2 separate regions of the Sus scrofa genome follow, and region 2 is linked to region 1. Evidence: chromatin contacts called from public HiChIP or PLAC-seq data. All regions are on one chromosome and are shown on one strand. Each heading gives the region's core, a stretch centred on a gene start, on an enhancer-like site or on the middle of the called end of the contact. The rest is flanking DNA. Distances are from core to core; before and after follow the strand shown. Region 1 overlaps RBMS3 (RNA-binding motif, single-stranded-interacting protein 3). Region 2 overlaps RBMS3 (RNA-binding motif, single-stranded-interacting protein 3).

Region 1 (7,209 bases), core at 1,292-3,791:
TCAACAAGAGAGTCAGAAATGCTAGGCCTGGAAGGGCATCTTAGGGAACCGGTCCTAGAAACCGGTTCATTGACATACAAATCAGAGTTCCACAAAAAAGCAGAATGAATGTCTTATCATATATTATCCATCCTCTTGAAATTTAATGTCTATTAGAGGTTGATGCTCTGAACAGCAAGGCTTTACTCAGATATCTGATTCCACATGGTATATATTTCCTGACCAATAAATCTACACACACACACACACACACACACACATACACACACACACACAAATTCACATGAACAAATTCTTTGCGAATGTCAACTTGAAAAAGAAAAATTAAAAACAAAAGCAATCAGAACCCAATTTACCTCGGTCCACCCCTCTTCTTTTCCTTTTTAAAAGTGCTTTTGAATGTTTGAAATCTGAACATCAATAGCTGCTTCTATAAGCTTTTTCTAGCCCCCCAAACAATTACTTACTAACATATCTTTTACATCTTTTATTAGTATTAGTAATCCTATAGACTGATAATCTCTAGAAGGCTAGAGATTATAGTTTTCATGAACAAACAGGCTTTCAAAAACATTGTAGCTAAAGTTTCTCTTTTGTAAAATCTCTGCTAAAGAAATAGAATCTAAAGTTGTGTCTCCTTGTGTGACTATGTAACTTTTAACAATGGCAATAAAAGGTCAGTATTCATAGCAAACTGAATACCATATTTTCAAATATCCTAACAAAGAATCATGCTACCACCTGTTTTGCTCTAAGTTACGGATCCTAATTATCTATCACTCTTTTGTTTAGAGGCAAATGACCTATAATCTTCTTGTAATAATAGTTCCACAGATTAATATAGCAAAAAACAAAACAAAACAAAAACTCTCCTCCCCCCAAACACACACACACACACCAGAGGAGAAAAGCATTTATAATTTCCAAACAGAAAAGCAAACTTCACTTTTGCTTTCTGAATGTGTGCTTCCTGGGAACAAACTTAATCTTTCCATTTGCATTGCTTCCAGATTCATTCAGGAACTATGTGTTTTGCAATTAAATGGCACTCCATATTTAAAATAAAAATTGGCATTTTGTTTCTGTTTCCATTTTCAAAGAGCATATTTTTTAATCACATCCAAAATAGTTCAGCATTTTTCCCACTAGTACAAAAAAAAAAAAAAAAAAACCAGCAACACAGACCCTCAATACACGTCTCCTAACACACGAGTACCTTTTTGCTCTTGGTCTCCTGTCAGCTCCATCTGTACTCTTACTGTGAACAGCTATAGCATAAAAATGTCTACTCACATGCTTTTGATATTACACTATTTAATCACATACAGCTGTGGCTTAGGAGACTGTTACAAAACACAATTTTAATGTAGTACTCGAAGCCAATTTTGGATAAACATCAACCATTTACTCTGAATAAGAAGTCCAACACTAAAAAGATTTTCTTTTAAAGGAAAAGCCCGATTTTCTTAGAATTTGGCATGGGCATAATTGTGACTGAGCCCTCTTCTGCCAAAAAGACTGATAACGTCAAAGAGGATTGTGTGAATCATAGTAGTGCAAAAACAAAGCTTTCCAGAATTCCTGGAGCCAGAAAGACCTGAAATGACTTGCATTCGCCCTCCTCTTCTTTGGCCTCTGTCCCTTCCAATGGCCCCCACGTCCAACCCGAAATGCTTTTTATTATTTGATGGAAACAGTTTTGAGTTATAATTCTGTTCTTCTTTTTCCAAATGGAGAGAAAGTGAAAGGAAAATGTGTTGGAAAGATACTGTTAAGAGAAATATGCATGGTGTTTCCTTTAAGTTTGGAATTATTGGGGAGAAAAAAACATGATATTTTTACGTATCTACTCCTTTTAAGTAGGCACTAGATTTAGTGTTGTGAAAACAGTGACTACATTATAGAAAAGAAAAGGCCAATGATAACAAAGATTTGAAGGAGTAAAGAGAGAAAACAGCAGCTGAAGAGGGAGAGTAACCTCTTTCTGTATTTCTCTCATTTCAAACCAATTAAAATAGTATACATTCTAAAATGAGACAAGATTTATCATAGTTTCATGCTACCATTGCCTCCGCCCCCCACCCCACCTCCAAAGTGTAAGAAATATTTGGAGTTGTAGCTAAAAATACTATTGCTGGAAGATTTTGAGAAAACCAGTTCTGTATGTTTCAGGCTTTCAAAGGAAAAGAGTACTTGGGAGTTTTCAAGGCTGTTTTCAAACTGGCAAGTTACCAACTCTGACTATCAATGCAAATCTGAGGCAGGAAGTACTAAGGAAATTCTAAACTCACTCCCTCCCTCAGCAAAATTTTCTACATTTTCATCTGCAAGAAATGTGTTAAGGGTTGTTTGGTTTTGCTTTTGGAGGATCTGTACGTTCACATCTTTAAGAATATCCTTTACCCCCTCAGGAGCCTCCTTCTTCCTTTGGCAACTGCTCAGGCCTGGTGTTTTCAAGGGTCTGCTCTTTCCATGGCACAACTGGGCCCAGCTAGACTTTCACAGCCGGGCGGCCGTCCAGCTGCAGATGGTTGGAAATTCAGCCTGAAATCAGTGTGCCGTTGATGGATGACTCTTTCCACCTGACCCCAACTTCACACCAGGCTCTGAACAGAATCTGAGCACCACCAGCCAGAGAAACTTAGTCAGGGTCCTATGGTCTGAAACCTTCTCTTCAAGGTCTTCTGGGGAAGCAGATGGCCAAAGAAGGAAGGCGGGAGATGGATGAAAGAACAATGTGATAAGAAACTGCACTGAACTGATGGGAACAGAGTGAACTGGTAAGGCTCTGGAAAGGAAGGAAAGGCAAGCTTGCTGTGTGTGCTTGGGGGAATTTTTAAGTTTTATAAAGATGAGTAAAGTTTTCCAAAGATCACCTAGGGGAGAGGTATCTATTTCTCAACTGTAAAATATCAACTCATCAGACTGTGACTATGTTTTACTCTTTTGAGGTTTCCCAGTTCAACTAAGTTGTTTTGCCAAGAAACCTCCCCAAAGTGCCTCAGTACAGATAGAAATCCACCCTGAGTCTCACAGGGCAATAGCAACAGGTTGGGTGTTTGGAATGGGCTGTAACAAAATTCCTGAGAAATATTAGGTTACAACTCAATCAAACATCATCATGTATGTGATCATTAAGCCAATAAACTACTTTCAGCTCTCCTTTCTCTAAAACTTGGTGATTATTCAGAGTGGCCTGCCAACAGCAAATTCATTTTGATGAAACTCTTTTTGAATCCAGTTATGTCTCCTCTTTAAATATTCTGACTTGTCACCAAGATTTCTTCATTACTCCTAACCAAAAGTAATGTTCCTTTTAAAATTGCTTCTTTTAATAGGAAAAAAAAAAAAAAAAGGCCAAAAAGAAAACTGAGAAGTGACAACTTTTAATATGAGGTCTGGAAGAGAAAGCAGATTATACCCATATTACTACAAGGTATTGCCACAAGTCAACTATAGGTTTTCCTTGTATTTGACTTACACATAACTTTTCTAATATAACATTTTCAAAGAAACAAAAGCATAAATATCTTATTTCCATTTTTTTTCTCTTTAAGCAACAAAGAGATTGCTTCTAATGTGATGGGTAATAAGAGAAAGAGAAGACAGGGAAGGGAGACGCGGTTTTTTTTTTTTAAACTTTAAATGCATTTGAGAAAATGGAAGACATTTACATGTATTTAAAAATCCATTTTTATTTTGTTTTATCGTAAGAGCAGCTGCATCTAAAATACATGTTTTGGCAGAACAAGAAGGGTCAGTATTTTGGCACTTTCTGAACAAATACAATAATAAACATTTTACTTCTTTAAAGTCCTGTGAAGATTTTCCACCCAAAACTAATGTCAGCAAACAGCTTTTGTGGTTAGTTAAAAACACCTACATTTAGAGACTAATTTAGGACATGGTATCACCAGAATACGATTTTTGTTGTCAACCATAAATGTCTTTTCTATAACAGAATCATTTAAAATAGCAGTGATTTTTAAATTGGATTATAAGTGCAAGCCAAGGCTAAAAGACCAGTGGATTTTATGAATTCCATCTAGGCTTACCAAATAAATAATAAGCAGCGTGCATTTACTTCAAAATTATGACAGGTTCTATCTTGAGATATAAGTATGAAAGGAACAAAAAGTGGTACTAAAATAATCTGGTTGTTTTCATGCTATACTGAGCCACCATAGCATTTATGGTGTTAACGCTGTCAGAAAGTTCCCACATTTTAAAATATTGCACGCTGACCCTTCCTCCCATTCCCCCAGTGCCCAAGTGCCAAAACAGGACACGTTTTCATGCCTTCAGCTCACAGGAATGTTATTAATGTCTGTCATTTCAGAGCCACCAAAATAATATTCGACAACTTCACAGCACTGTCGAAATTTTACAACACAATAATCAATAAGAACGGCCACAATAGCCAAAGTAGCTGATCGTATATTCTCTTCCACCCTGATCTGATTACCCGACTATCAGCTGAGGTCGCCTAATGGATCTAACTTCTTTAGAAATATTCCAGAAGTTGATGGCTTTGACTGGCTTGAAAGTAACAAGATCCAGATGTTGCCTGTCTACACAACACTCAACTACATAGGACCCCAAAACAGATTTTTTAGCTGGTCCAGCATCCTGTGTCTTTAATATAATGTACACAAAATTATTTCCTGCTAGTAATAGGTTAAAAAGAAATCTCAAGCATAAAAGCAATTATTCCATTCATTTTGATCTAAAGTTTCTCTTCTGAATAGACTTCATAGTAGAAAACAAGAACCAAAAAAGAAAGCATGAATTTGGAAACATTTGGAAAAATTTAGCCAAATGACTAAAGGGGATGGAATGTCCGATATTTTTCATGCAACCCTCGAGTGTGTTGTTTTTGTTTCTTTGGGGGATGAGAAATGACTGTAAATTTCCCCTTTTTAACTTGTCGCTGCTTTGCCATTTCCTTAAGGAAGGCAGGCAGCATTCTCAACCCAATCCCCCAAAGAGTTAAAACTCTGGCCACTGGAGCAGGAGGGCTGGGCTATTTAAGCAGCAACACCAACTAAATGCTCACAAAGGCAAAAAGCAGTGTGAGTCGACCTTGGAGGGGTAGGGCAAATCAGAGAGCAGTTGAGAAAGGAAGGGGAAAAAAGAACAACCTTTAATACAATACTGAAAGTCGGCTGCCTGCTCTGGTTTACAAATAGGCATTGTTTGGCGAGACAGAATAAATGAGAGAGAACTACAGCATGAATGACCAAACCCTCGTCACATCACCGAGTCTTGGTGACAGCTCAGATCACTCAGGCACGCCTCGTTCACTCCTGGCATATTTATTTATCAGGAAGACGGAAGACTCTGGCTAATGCAATGCAAAATAATATAATCTGTAAAGAAATATAATCCGAGCATTCCAGGGGTAACTACCAACACCCACCCACCCCCAAATGAAGTCCCATGTAATTGACAAATTGGAGCAGTGATTTCACACCTGAGCGTCTTCCATGTCTGAACTGCAGGATAAAGTTCATGGTTGACACGACCCACGGCTTAGTGACGTGAGCTTACCCCTGGCCCCCTCACAATCGTTTGAGCACACACATAAAGCCTAAAGTATTTAACCACTTCACGTCCAGTTATCATCAGCTATATTTCATCCCATTTGAAGACCCAGGCCTCCTGATGGCAGCCAACCCAGACACAGCAAGCTTCTAAAAGTAAAGAGCATCTACGGTAAAGCTCCGAAATTCAGTCTCTAGCATTCCCTGAACACCCTCCCTATAAAATCAAATACGTAAAAAACCAAAAATACACTCAAACAAACTCTCGGAGACTTTAGTTACTTGCCATATACCTTCCCACACCCTTCTCCCATGCCACACTCAGCGATTTAAAAGTTTGAGTTGTCCCCACCCCGGCATGTCCTATCCAGTGGGCAAAACCCAGTTAGAGCCACAAACAAAGAACAGCTCACCAGAAAAGCCCCTGAAATTGTATTCTCGTGCCTGATAATCACTGTTACGATCCCCTTGTCAACAACCCTGCCCATCCGCAAAGGACTTGACAGAGATCAGGAGCATTTGTGTTGCCAAATAACAACAAAGGAACTCTAGTGAAACTATTATCTCTCCTTAAAGAGGAAGCCACAATTCCGGGCTCGCTTTCTTCTAATAGTCTCCTCTGCTTCATTAACTCCATTGCTAGGTTACTAATTTCAAAGAAGCAGGAAGAGGTGATGGGGGGGGGGGGTAAATAATAATTCACATGCCTGTCTGTCTCCCATCCCAAGTGCAGAAGGACACCACACAGCTGCCAGACTGTGGGGCGAGCCATACCTTGGTTTGGAGATAATGAGGATAGTAGTAAGTGTACTGGGGGTACATTTGTGGCTGGTCCAAGCGTTTGCCCATGTAGCTGGAATCCCTGTCTCCGAGGCAGGGGACTGGATGACAGGGTATATGCCCCAGGCCGAGCTGACAGTCCCGATGACTGATGAGGCTTCGGAGATCTTCTTCCACCCCTCACTAGTTCCAACACAGCAAGAATTTTAAAAAGAAACACACCAAAAAAAGAGGGAGGGGGGGATCCGTAGGAAAACCCCCCACACAGCCTCCCTGGATCTTGCCTGCCTTCCCCCAGCCGCCGGGGTCCACTTGGGGTGAGGCAGTTTGTTCTCTACCAGGCTGCCCGTAGTGATGTCAATTGCCAGCGTTTGTAAAGGGAAAAAAAAAAAAAAAAATCAAAGTCCTTTTAGCACAACTCCGAATCCTTGCAGATCGGCTTCCTGTCTGTCTCTTTCCCCACCTTAAAGAGAAAGAAAAAAAAAATAAAAAGGAAGAGAAAAGAAAGAAGAAAAAGGAAAAAGAAAAAAAAAAAAAGAAAGAAAGAAAAAGAAAGGGGAAAAGAAAAAAAAAAACAAAAAGCAAAAAAAAAAAAAACCTTGCACAGCTCAGTTGCTGCTGTCTCCCTCCCAGAGTGACATGGTGTTGGGGCCCGTCCTGTCCTTTCATTCACGTCCCCTCCTTCCAGCCGGTGGGTGGGACCCGGAGAGCCCCTCTAGGGAGCAGCGTACGCAGTCCAGAAGGCTGCAGTATTTCCTCCAAGAAAAAAAAAAAAAAAAAAAAAAAAAAGCCTGCTTCAACCCCTGCTGCAAGCAAAGTTCCGATTCCCTCTGCTGGCTATCTCGAATAGCAAAGCGGTTTTTGCAGCAGAGCTGCTGCCGCTGGG
Region 2 (7,209 bases), core at 3,245-5,744, 110 kb before region 1:
CCAGAGCCACAACAGTAACAACGTCAGATCCTTAACCTGCTGAGCCACTAAGGAACACCACCCTTGTAATTTTAATCTGTCCCTTTCTCTCCATTGGCTCCTGGCAAAATGCTCAGGTCTCTACAGTGTTTAGTATCCTTCTCTAGATCTTGCTTTCTTCCCAAGGCCCTATTCTCGTCTTCTTTAACTCTTGAGCTTTCTTCAAGGGACATCCCCATGGGTTTCTTCTATTTCCTCAATCCCCTCCCCCTCTCAAACTCCTCTCAGCTGAGCTGTGCTATACTCATTCTAGGAATATCCTGCCCTACAAGACCTCTGAGATCATTGATCACCCTATCCAGTGGGGTTTTCTCAGCTGTCATCTTCCTCAGATTTTGGAAGCAGCTGCATTCTATACCAGTCAACATTCTTGAAATTCATCTCTGGCTTCCAACACTCTGTTCTTCTGCTTTCCTTCCACAGTGTGTTTGCCCAACCCTGTCCTTTTGGGCAGGCCATTTCCTTGTCCTCTCCCACTCCATGCCATCCGGGAAAGCCTATCTAAAAGCCTCTATCCTTAATTCCCTCTCTCCTATATATAAAGCCACTGAACTTGGGGCAATAATTCCCAATATCAAATCTAAAACAGAACTCTATTTTCCAATTACTTGTATGTCACGCTCCTAAAATAAATAGAAGCAAACTCATCCTTCTCAGGTATGCCTATTGGTAAGGGGAAATGAGACTACTCCCAGTCAACTGGACTTGAATCTGAGTCACCTCCGCATTTCACTGCCTGACCCCATGAAACACCAGCAATTAAAATCAAGAGCTGTAACTGCATCTTGCTCTCCTTCCCTCACTCTGTTTGCACAGCTTCTTCTCTACTTGAGTTCAGAGCCATACTGATTACATCAATATCCTATCCACAAAGCTTCAGTGGTTTCCAATTACACAAGGACTCGCACAGTTCCTTTTACGTTAGTATTCACCTCTTCTCCAAAATGAGCTTTCCAGCCCACAACTCTTCTATTTATAGTGCATACTCCATGCTCCAGGCAAAGGAGTCTGCTTATGCTCCCTTGGAAATGTCATAGCCTCCCTTATATTTCTCATCATCATCCCCAACATTTTCCCCTGAACACATCCACAAAGATCCATCTCAAATTACTAAATGCCATAGGAACGAAGAAGGATTATTACATTTGCTTGACCAAATGCAATCTTTCAACTTGTTGATCCCTTTGGATATTGGTTCCATTGGAGGCTATTTATTATGCTACATCTAGTCTAAAATTAAGTGGCGTATTCTCCCACTTGCCATGTGATTGTAAGCTCCTCAATGACAGGCACTTTGCTTTTGTTTTGCCTTTTTTTTCCTGCTTTTCTGCCTTAACTTTTTATGTTAAATTATAACTAGCGTAAAATTTGCCTTTTTAACCATTTTAAGTACAAATTCACATTGCTGTGCAGGCATCAGCACCATTCCCCTCCAAAGCTTTGTTATCATTCCAAATTAGAACTCTGTACCCATTATACAATAACAGCCCACTCCCCTTCCTCCCAGTCCCTAGTAACCAGTATTCTACTTTTGAGGTCTATAAATTTGATGACTATAGGTACCTTATATAAATGGAATCATACTATGTTTGTCTTTTTGTGTCTGGCTTATTTCCCTTAGCATGACATCCTCAAGGTTCACCTATGTTGAGCATGTGTCAGAATTCCTGTGGCAAGAGCACAGTGTTTTGAACTTGGTAGATTAACCAATAAATATTCCTTGAATTCACTATCTGTCTCAGAATTAATTAAAGACAACATTTCATTGATCTAGTAGGTTTATCAGGCTTTCCTCCCTGGAAGAGATGGAAACTAGATATTTTAAAAATTTTAATTATTTCAATAGCTGGATGTTCTGCTTGTACAACAACTTTTCAGCTTCTGAGTTTAAAAAAATTTTACTATACCTTTGCTCTATTTCTTTGAAAACTGAACATAATGACCTGGTGCATATATAGGGATACCCACATATTCTTTTCCCCTTTATAATGAAGGGGATCCATCCAGATGGATGAATAATCCATCCATCCAACCAGTCTTTTTTTTTTTTTTTTTTAATTGTGCAGAGCCTATAATGATGTCAATTCCTGATTTGGGTAATTTTGTTTACTGCTTTTTTTTTTTTTTTGTCTTTTTAGGGCTGCACCCATGGCACATGAAGGTTCCCAGGCCAGGGGTCCAATCGGAGCTACAGCTGCCAGCCTACACCACAGCCACAGCAACATGGGATCCGAGCTGCGTCTGCGACCTACACCACAGCTACCAGCAATGCCATATCCTTAACCCACTGAGCGAGGCCAGGAATCGAACTTGCCTCCTCACAGATACTAGTCAGGTTTGTTAACCACTGAGCCATGATAGGAACTCCCATCCAACCAGTCTTTAAATATATATGTAAATATATTACACCATATATAATTATACGTATATCAATATGATACATATCTTCAGTATTCTCTTGGGACATGTGATAAACACAACAGATTAGTTGATACATCCTTCATCATACTTTTTACCTGCCCAGCAGCCGTCTATCTGGAGTGGCTTTGGGGCACTTCTGACCAACACAGTATAATTGGAAGTTGGATGAGTAAGTATGAGTAAGTATTCAGGAAAAAAATCTTACTTTTCTAATCAAGGTAATAGACTCTGCTGGCACAAATCTTTGGCTTTTATTCCTCTCTTCTTGGCTTATGTGAGGCCTTGAACATGGTCACTGCAGGAAGCTGATGTAATCAGGGCATGGTGCCTGGATATTCTGTAGCTATTTTGAGACCATGAGGCTAAAGCCAAGGTACTATGGGCATTTGAAACTTTTGAACCTCTCCTCCCTCCTGGAGTGCTTCTTTCAGCCTTCTTTTATAAAAGAGAAACAAACTTCAACTGTTACAACTCCTGACAAATCTTTTACTTACTGCTTTTATTTCCTAATCATGATGCTCAGTTCAAATGCTTCTAAGCCCACCTTTAAATTCAAGTGTTTCACTACCAAACAATTATTGATTCGAAGCTGCGAGATGAGAACATGCACAGAAATGTGTGTATCTATTTAGACATGTGTATATACACATACCTAATGTGTGTGTGTGTATTTTACACACATATGTAAAATTGTGGGGCCACAGCTGTTTGGGATTTGGGCTTTGTCTGTTTATTTGTTCCAAGTTATTATGCCCTGTAATTTATGAAAGGAAGTTCAAATTTCCGGGGACAAGAAAAGGGAATGCAGCAGGTCTTGAAGGAGAGGAGGCCTGATGCAGGAAGAAGTGACTTTCCCAGGCTGGCATTCAGCCAGAAATGCTGCCTCGTACTGGCAGCCTGGGAGCACAGGAAACGGAAACGCCTTTCTGAGGAGATCTCCAAAGTGATTCACACTCTCAACAAACATTTCCCAGATGTACAGCAGAAAATTGTAACAAAAACACCAAAACCCTGTTCTTCAAAGCTGAGCTCCAAGAGCTGAAATCACATTCTCTCCTTTATGAGTGTCCTCCTGCGTGTCAACACACCATAAAACATCGACTGGTGGAGATCGACAGTCCCTGCTTTTATTCATGCTATGTAAACATGTCTCGGGTCACTTGACACAGCACATGACATTCTTGGAAGGTGGGGGTCTGTAAAGCACTAAGCACCCTAATTATTGCAAACCCCTCCTGACAGCCTTTGCAGAAGTCCCAGTCACAAACTGTCATATGGGCAACAGCCATGTGTTCTCTCTGGAATTCTGCCAGCAGGGAAGATCTGAGAAAGATCTTTTCATCTCTAATGCAGAAGACTTTGCAAATCACAAGAATAATTCTGGCTTTTGCCAACCCAAGATCTGGTTATTGTAAGCCAAAAGATTCTTTTTTTACTCCCACAGCTGATGCATGGTTCTAGAAAGTGCACTGGATGAAACGCTGGCCACTGAGATCTCCTGGCCATAGTCTCAAGGCCCAAAGAGAAGGGAAAGGGATTTGCCTCACTGGTCCATAAGCTCCTCTACTAACCCCTAAAAAAAGCTCTGGGACTGGAAATTGTCCAGAGAACTGGAGAGCGAATGTACCAGAAAGTGAAAATAGACAAATAACATTGCCAAATAAAATAATAATGGCATGCCAGTTATGGCAGGAGTTGTTATATCTGTGTAATCTCATTTCAGCCCCACAAGAATCCTCTGAATCACATTCTCATTACCTCCATTTGGTGGATAAAATTCTGGGGTTCAGAGAGGCTGGCTTACGATGCTCGCCTAGCTAAAGGGGGGGTGAAGAAGAAACAGACTCAGGTCCATTTGGGTCTGACTGAAGACTTTCTGCTCTCACCGATAGCACTGAGCACTGTTTGTGTAATCCCCCAAAGGCCACCAGGAGATTTCAGAGCAGTCATCTCCCCCATCCTTCCTTCCTCATGACATTGGAGCACTTGGTCATCATGGAAGCATTTTTATCTGTTTATTCTGCCACTGACCCTGGAGCAAGACCCACGCTACCCTCCTGCCAGTAGCTCTCTTGTGGCTGAACTGGAAAAAAGCTTGGAAGAGAAGAGCTGGAAGTTGGGAGCTTAGAGGGAGTGGAGGAATGAGGCAGCCAGTGTGAGGGAGAGAAATTTGGGGCCTGGGTCTCAGGCTTATCTTGGGGACTAAAGCCCATCTGCCCCTCTCCTTCCAAACTAGCCAAGAGCAGTTACATCACTACATAAACTGAGTAGAAATGGTGATAGTTGTAGACAAACATTCAACACAGGAACCACTTAAGACCAAGGTCAGTCTCTGTGATAGCAACACCACGAAATTGAGAACTGATTTACTCTAGTTTAGGAAAAGAACCCTGGGATATTAAGGAAGAATATAATCCATATTTGAAAGTGAATGCAGTTAAGTATGGACTATAGGAAACGTGTTACTAACTCATGCTATAGTATGAATCTGTAAGTCAATGTCTGAGACCAGCTTTGTGGTATTGAAAGCTCTGTGAACAGGCACTTTGCATACCACAGGCAAACTCACCACACACCAGGTCAACCCAACCCCTGTGTGCGTAAACTTTGCATTTATAGAGCACCAGCGGTTAGCTGTCTGTTGTCTTCTTATAAAGTGGTTTGAAGTGCATATTGGATTCATGTTCCTCACACACATGGGGCGCAGACATTTGAAACTGAACTTTGCACAATTTCATTATTAAACACTCAGCAGGCTTCAAAGACAACTGCATTTCATTAATAATAAATAATAAAAATGAAAATGCAGTAAAATATTAACATATCAAACACCTCCATAGTGCTATTTTTATGCCCCAAACAACTTCCTTTCCCAAGAGACTGGGTCCCTGCCTGATTATAAGTTAGGTATTTAGTAAAGAAAATAAACCCCATCAGATGAGTCAAGAAGCCTCAACTGCGGCCCTAGGTGGTAAACTCATTATTTTCTTAATATTTTCTTTGGGAATAATTTCCAATGCAGAAAAGTTGCAAGAATAGAACAAAGAATATCCAAGATCCCACTAATTCTTCCCATTTTCACCTGTCACATTCTACCCTGCTAACCTTAAATTTGCTATTCTCTGAAACCAAACCTCTCTATTCATCTATCTCAAATACGTTTTTCTGAGCCATCTAAAGGTAAATTGGCAAAGTGTGGCCTGTTACCACTAAAAAGCTCAGTGTGAATTTCTTAAGAATAACGATATTAGCTATCATATAGTAAATCTAACATTGATAAAATACTTCAGAGTCAGTACTCCAATGTTATCATCTGACACATGGCCTTAATAATATTTTTCCCCTACAGGACAAGAGCCAATGACAGTACATTTTATTTTCACTTCTCTTGTATCTCCTGGAACATCTCTTTGGTCTTTTCTTCTGTCTTTTGTGACCTTAACAGTTTTGAAGGATCGTTGTTTTAAGACTATTCTTTCTGTTGGGTGCATTTGATGATTCCTTGTGATTAAATTAAGGTTAGGCCTTTTTCCCAGCTGCAACATTCCAAAGTGGCATTGTGTCCTTTTCAGGCTATCACATCCACAGGTGCATGGTGTCCACTCCTCCCCCACTGGTGAAGCTGATGAGCAGGCAAAGTGCTGGTTAGAATTTCCATTGCATAGTTACTACCTTTTCAGTCTATACCTCATTTCCACTCCTGGGGATGAGGAAACTAGGCACACATCTCTCTGTTCATCCACATTTCCTCCCTGGAATGAACATCTATTGATTCTTCACTTTGATCCCATTCCAGCTTTCCTCCATAGTAACCCTATTATTTGCCTCATTATTATTATTATTATTATTATTGTTATTATTTTTGTCTCTTGTCTTTTTAGGGCCATGCCAGTGGCATATGGAGATTCCCAGGCTAGGGGAAGAATCGGAGTTACAGATGCTAGCCTACACCACAGCCACAGCAACTTGGGATCCGAGCCGCATCTGTGACCTATACCACAGCTCACGGCAACACTGGATCCTTAACCCACTGAGCAAGGGCAGGGATTGAACCTGCATCCTCATGGATCCTAGTCAGATTCGCAGCCACAATGGAAACTCTTTATTTATGTAGAAAACACAGTGGAGCAGAAAAGACACTCAACATTGACAGAAAATATCTTATCGTCTAGCAGGAACTTGATTATAGATAAGTCACCAATTGTCTCTGAAGCTAAGTTTTACCATTAAAATACTGTCAATAATATTTTTGAGAAAGTGAAAATAATGGCACATGTACATTTGAAAGTAGAATATTTTATAAAAGTATAATGTGTCATGAAAAGTAAACATGCGTCTAAATGTCCATAGCTGTTACAACAATAATGGGAAATGTCATAGCTCCTTCTTGTTTTTCAGAGCACTTTGACATAAATTAACTTATTTCCACCTAATGATAATGCTGCAAATTAGGTAGAATAGGCTTACCCCCATTTTACAGATAGGGATTTGACCCTAAGTATTTCCTGTGACAAATGACTCAGTGTTTTCCCAAAATCCTATGTGCCTTTATGCAAAAACAAACATACAATACATACACAGACACACACACACAGACTTACATCCACATATTTAATGTCTATATAAAAACTAATTCTAGAAGTTTGGTACAGTGCAGTTCCAATGGTGGCTAGAAAAAAGTTATAGTACAATATGACAGCAATGGAAAGAAGTCCTATGATAACTGGCCCCTGCTGCTTTTCACATTTG

Evidence for each region. HiChIP or PLAC-seq counts read pairs in DNA pulled down with a chosen protein or histone mark.
Region 2: an H3K27ac HiChIP or PLAC-seq map of skeletal muscle shows a contact between it and region 1. The contact joins two enhancer-like sites. A contact is called at or near these places in 7 of 47 Hi-C or Micro-C datasets (embryonic fibroblasts, psoas muscle, retroperitoneal adipose tissue and 1 more) and 1 of 2 datasets of contacts at active chromatin or transcription factors (skeletal muscle).

The regions. Positions count from the first base shown.
Region 1 is chr13:15,711,328-15,718,536 of Sscrofa11.1, reverse strand. All of the region lies in intron 4 of RBMS3 (RNA-binding motif, single-stranded-interacting protein 3), which reads right to left. LOC106507985 (a long non-coding RNA gene) reads left to right here and starts at 6,922. Exons shown (of 4, transcript XR_002337780.1): 1 at 6,922-7,209. Within about 2 kb of position 2,541, at least 26 of the 83 cell types and tissues checked have an H3K27ac peak or open chromatin away from gene starts, as enhancers often do. A contact at or near this core is called in retroperitoneal adipose tissue and skeletal muscle, where this site is marked.
Region 2 is chr13:15,821,561-15,828,769 of Sscrofa11.1, reverse strand. The region is part of intron 4 of RBMS3 (RNA-binding motif, single-stranded-interacting protein 3); the gene reads right to left. Among named protein-coding and RNA genes, the nearest start is that of RBMS3, 860 kb to the right of the region's middle. Within about 2 kb of position 4,494, at least 25 of the 83 cell types and tissues checked have an H3K27ac peak or open chromatin away from gene starts, as enhancers often do. A contact at or near this core is called in retroperitoneal adipose tissue and skeletal muscle, where this site is marked.